2 separate regions of the Athene noctua genome follow, and region 1 is linked to region 2. A link is a contact called in public Hi-C data. All regions are on one chromosome and are shown on one strand. Each heading gives the region's core, a stretch centred on a gene start, on an enhancer-like site or on the middle of the called end of the contact. The rest is flanking DNA. Distances are from core to core; before and after follow the strand shown.

Region 1 (2,700 bases), core at 92-2,591, 140 kb after region 2:
CCCCGGCTCCTGGCCCGGCATCTCCTTTGTCCGGCGGCGCGGCGGGCGCCCGGCTGGAGCGCCCCCCCCCCGCCCCCCCCCGGTCCGGGGCTTCCTCCCGGCGGCCCCGCGCCCCCTCCCCGGCGCGGCGCGGCGCACACGCTGCCTCCCGGCGCGGTCCCGTCTCGGCAACACCCGAGGAGAAGGGGGAGGCGAGGCGAGGCCGGGCGGGGGGAGGCGGGGGCCGGGCAGCGCTCAGTCCCTCCGCCGCCCCCGCGGCCCCCGGCCCGGGGCCGGGTCGCCGGCTGTCGCCGCTCCCCGGGGCCGCGGCGGCGGCGGGGGGCGGCAACGGCGGCGGCGCTTAAGGCTTCTCCGTGCACTGTTTGCAGAGGCTGGAGGAGACGCTGTTGAAAATGGCACATTTCTCGGGGCAGGAGGTGGCGGGGGGCAGCCCGGCGCTGAAGGGGTACCCGGCCGCCTGCTCGTAGGCGCCGAGGGCGGGGTGCAGCGCCGCCGCCGCCGCCGCCGCCGCCGCGGCGGAGCTGGGCAGGGAGGCGGCGGAGATGGCCTGGCCCTGGTTGAGATAAGCCACCAGGCGCCGCATCTCCTCCAGGGCCTGCGCCTGCATCAGGATGTAGTTCTTGGCCAGGAGGAGCGTGGCGATCTTGGAGAGCTTCCGCACCGAGGGGCTGTGCGCGTAGGGGATGACCGCCCGCAGCTCGTCCAGCGCGTCGTTCAGGTCGTGCATCCGCCGCCGCTCCCGCGCGTTGATGTTGAGGCGCAGCGCCTTCTGCTCCTTGGACTTCTTGCTGCCGCCGTGCCCGTGGCTGTTGGAGCAGCCGCCCTCGGCCGCCTTCAGCCCCCCGCCCCCCCCGCCGCCGCCGCCGCCGCCGCCCGCCGCCGGCGAGGCGACGCGCGGGTCCCCCCCGGCGCCGCGCAGCACCAGCTCGCAGCGGCCGTCGCTGTCGTCGTCGGGGCTCTGCTCGCCGCCGCTGCTCTCGGCCACCGAGCTGCGGCTGGCGCTCTCGCCGTACTTGACGCAGACGGAGCCCGGCGGCAGCGCCAGCGGGTCGCCGCCGACGCCGGGCTGCAGCAGCGCCTCGGGCTCCGCCGCCTCGTAGCAGGCGAGCGGCGAGGGCTGGCGGTCGCGGGGGTGGGAGAGGTCGAGCCCCGGGGGCGAGCGGAAGGCGGACTCCATGCGCTTGGCCGAGGCGGCGAGGCTCTTGTGGAAGAGGTCCTCTTCTGCGGGCAGCCCCAGCGCCCGCTCCATCGGCGCCCCGCTCGCCTCCGCCTCCGCCTCCTCCGCCCCCCTCAGCTCCCGGCCCGCTCCTCCAAGGCTCCGCGCCGCGGCGGGCGGCTCCCCGGCGTCCCGCTGGCAGAAATCGCCTCCCGGCTCCCGCCGGGGCTGCGCCGTGCCCGGCGCCGCGGCTGCCCCTGCCCCGGCTCCGGCTCCGGCTGCTGCTCCGGCGGCTGCTGCTGCTGCTGCTGCTACGGCTTCGGCTCCGGCTCCGGCTCCGGCGGCGGCCGCGGCTCCGGCTCCGGCTGCGGCTCCGGCGGGGGCTGCGGCTCCGGCTGCGGCTCGCCCTCAGCAGGCGCCGCGCTGGGGCATTGTGCACTGCCAGCGGAGCCGCTTCCACCGTTTATCTTGCTTGGATTCACCTTCAAGAGATTTCCGGACCCATCAACCAGCAGCCGCCGCAGACGGGGGAGTCTTTTACATCATTATCTCTGAGAGTAGGTTATTATGAAGAAGACTCGCCTGTTGGGACAGAGCTTTCTACCCAATCAGGTTAACGTTTTAATTAATAGGATTAAAACGGTAACAAACAATCCCCGGCGCTATCTGGCCCTGAGTCTGAATAGTTTCATTTCCCAGGTCTGAAGACAGGCAGCAGCTAGAGCTTTATAAGAGGCGCCTGCTCCATTATTCTCCCTGCCATCTGTATACACAGCTTAACGCATATGTTTGCAAGACGTTGTGTCCTGTTAGTAACCCAACAACTGCCTTTAGCTTGACATGTGTGGCGACTTTCACTCATCAATGAGCACACTAAAAGCCCTACTTAGATCGAAGGATGTTCTTTGCCTCCTTCAGCAAATTACAGCCCTGCACTGCAGAAAAGCCCGCTTCAACGCTTCCCCTTCCGAGTGCTGCCAGCAGACTTCTGCTAACTTAGCCGTGGAGTCAGGAGTGACACCCTCTCCCCCCACCCCAGCCCACCCACCCCCTGCATTTACATTAACTTATAGCCCACTCCCACCCCCACCCGTCTTCGCGACAAGGCTCTCCTGGGAAAGAAAGGAAAAAAAAAACCAAATCCAACCCGGACCAACCCGAACCGCCGTGCCCACTCCTGCCCACCGCCAAAGTCCATCTTGCTTCCCTGGGAGGCGAATGGTCCCCAGCCCGCCCCCCCCCCCCCCCCCCCAAGCAAACGGAGACCAAACTACGGGGTGGTTCCCCTCCTCCTCCCCTTAGCCCTTTTCAAGTAGCAGATTGCCGCTTTCGAGTGATTATCCCCCGTGTCCCTATAAAAAACATAAAGCCCCATCAGTTACCTTGAAAACGAACCGATCTGGGGAGGAGGGAGGGCGGGGTGAGAAAGGGCAGAACCCACCAAACTTTTTTTTTTTTTTTTTCTTTAATTGTGATTCACCAACTCTTTGCAGCTCGGTCCCTGCCTGCCTCCCCCGGGCGGGAGCACCCCGCTCCGCTCCCCA
Region 2 (2,802 bases), core at 115-2,614:
TTTTTTGATCTCAGGAGGGACAGCTGATGTTTTTAAGCAGCAGTGACCAGATTCTGAGACACGTTTATGTGAGACGCATTAATTAGATTTTCTCTGATTTATACAGTGACATTTTTAAGTATGTCACTGAAATTAACAGGAACTTTTGAGGAAGAAGACACACAGCACTGCCAACTGCAAACCCTCTGATGTGAGTCAGGCCTCTAAAACTTATGAAATCTGCTAAAGTCAGGAAGGTTTTTTAGCTAAGTGCTAAGATACATTTGGATTGCTGCAATTCAGGCAAAACTTACCACGGGGCAATTCAGAAAACTGAGCGTTGTACAGCTTGTTTCCAAGATGAAAGCAATGCAGAAACCACCAAATATTGTGAAATACAGACTTTGTAATACTACATACAGCTGAGAATGAGTAAGGTACGTGAACTTGTCTGTCAGCATTCAACAAAGACGTAATTCCCGAAACTGGAGCATCTTACTTTGTCTTTCAGTGTGAATTTGTGTTAGATGGTATCTTGCAGCAGTTTCTGATTGTACCTTGTACCAAATGGCAGCAGAGGTACATAAGGTACTGCCGCCGCCCTGGTATTTTGTTACCCCCTGGCCCTGACACGCTGTACCAAACTCTCTGGACCTCTGTCCCTCTCCAACCCAACCCGCTTCCTCAAGCTGGGGATCTCCCCGTTGCCTCAGGTTTTGGTTTCTCACCTCTTCCCCTCTATAACACGCCAGAGGGGCTGGCATGGGAGGGGATGACAGAGAGGACTGGACCCCGCTTCTTCTCTCACAGCACAACGTCAAGAGCTGACCTTCGCTATTCGTATCTTGTTTATCCTACCTCAGGTTAAGTTTTATAAAGCTCTGTGTGTGTGTGTGTGTTGTGTCGTCTTGGTTTTGAAGCAGGAGACACACATCAGGTGTTTGTACCAAAGCCGAGCGGAGGTCAGAGGGCTGCCAGAGCCGCTACCCGCCCAAGCCTGGCACCGTTTGCCCTGGGGACACGCCACCGCCGCTCCTCCACCCGAGGCCGGGTCTGGGGGCGCACCGAGCCCCTCCCGGGGTGCGGGGAAGGCCGAAGGGGCTGGGAGGGAAGGGGCCGCTTTCCGGGGCGGTGGGATGACGCCGGGACCCCCCGCCCCCAACCTCCGTGCCGGGACCTTTCCGCCGGGCCGGAGTCCTTCCCGGCAAGCCGGAGTCCGGGGCTTCCCCGCCGCCGCCGGGAGGCCGCGGGGGCGGGCGGGCGCGACCCTCCCCGCGCCGGGCGCTCCCCGGGGAGGAGCCGGCCGGGTCGCACCGGGCCCGCTCGCCAAGTCCGGCTCCGAGCAGCCAAACCCAGCCCCCTGGGCTCGGGGTGGGCGGGGGAGGGCCGGCCGGCCGGGCGCCTCTCCTGCGAGGGAGCGGGAGGACGTGCGAAACTTTGCTCCTCCGGCGGCGGCGAGGTACCGGCGGCCGCCGAGGCGACCATGGGCCCCGACGCGCTGCAGCTCGGCACCTACGGCGGGGCGGCCGCCGCCGCCCTGCTCCTCTGGGCCGTGTGCCTGCTCTGCAGGAGGAAAAGGTACCGGGGCGGCGGGGACGGCGGCGCTGGGGGCGGCCGCCGCATTCCTGCACGGCCGCGCCGGGGGAGCGGGGCTGCGGGGCGGGCGCCGCGTCGCGCCGCGCATTGGGCCGCGCTTCCCTCCGCCCGCCCCTCCGCGCCGGGAAGCCCTATCAGCGCCCGCCGCCGCCGCGGCGGGGCCTCGGGGGATGGCGGCCCGCGGGCCCCGGGGCGAGCGTGGGGGCGCTGGCGGGGCCCCGGAGCGGCCGCGGCTCGGCGGGGCTGCGGCGCCGCGGCCGGGGGCGAGGGGGAGACGGCGGCGGCGGCTCCTCCGCGGTGGCCGGCGGGAGAGAGTGTGGGGGCCCGCCGCTCGCACGTGGGTGCTCGGCGCGCCCGGGGAGGCTGGTCTCGCCTTTCGTGGGTGCGTGGAAATCCGTGCTCCAAAACAAGGGGTGCGCGACGCCCGTGGCCTGGCCCCGGGCAGTTTGGCCCGACCTTTAGTTTTGCTCCAAACCTCAGTATCGCCTGTGCGCCGATATGGAGCAAAAAAGACCCAGCGCAGCACTTGAGAACCTTCCGGTGGAGTCCGAGGTGCGCAGACCTTATCTGCTGAGCCAGGGTGGACAAGCGCTGCTGCTGGGCTGCAGCATCGGCCCTCCGCTGCCGCTTCTCTGCGTGATGAGCAGCTGACAGCAGTATTACCCCTAGGACTCGGGTCATGGGCATCTCGGTGACTTTTGTCAGCGTCTAACACGGTGTTGCCTTTAGTGTCTTTCAACTGCACGGTTTAAAGCTTCACAGAACGGACACTCGTATTTTGGAACACTTCAGTAGAAGTTGCAGGTTTTGGGGGGAATGAAGTGTTGTCTGGAACTGTTCTTTTTGAATATGCTAACCTTTCCCGGGTGTTTTTCACGTGTCTTGCCAATACTTGATGCTCTTCAGGGCTTGTTTCGCAGCTGATGAATAAATACGTGTAAAGGCTCAGTGGAGGAGGAGTGAAGAAGGGGAAGGATTCACTGTATTAGTTTGTTTTGTTTTGTTTTTTTTTTTTAATCACATAACGAAATGCATAGCGTTAAATTTAATTCTAAATAGTAAACAGTTACTTTTCCTAATCATTAAAAGTTATTTCTACATGGTGTAGACATACAAATGCAAAAAAGAAACTGCACTACTAGCCTCCAGAAAAGTCAGAAAGACAAGTCTGGCAGTTTTTAGACCAGTAACCTTAACTTTGGGGCCATGTATGTAATAAATCAAATA

What was found. A called contact is a pair of places that touch in the nucleus more often than the background predicts.
Region 1: a contact with region 2 is called in a Hi-C map of heart, with 4 times the contacts expected there. The contact joins the promoter of BHLHE22 here to the promoter of CYP7B1 in region 2. A contact is called at or near these places in 2 of 2 Hi-C or Micro-C datasets (heart and liver).

What each region holds. Positions count from the first base shown.
Region 1 is chr2:39,425,391-39,428,090 of bAthNoc1.hap1.1, forward strand. It overlaps BHLHE22 (basic helix-loop-helix family member e22), which reads right to left and starts at 1,342. Exons shown (of 1, transcript XM_074897700.1): 1 at 248-1,342. The coding sequence starts at 1,249. The coding sequence ends at 341.
Region 2 is chr2:39,286,510-39,289,311 of bAthNoc1.hap1.1, forward strand. CYP7B1 (cytochrome P450 family 7 subfamily B member 1) reads left to right here and starts at 1,365. Exons shown (of 6, transcript XM_074898899.1): 1 at 1,365-1,557. The coding sequence starts at 1,463.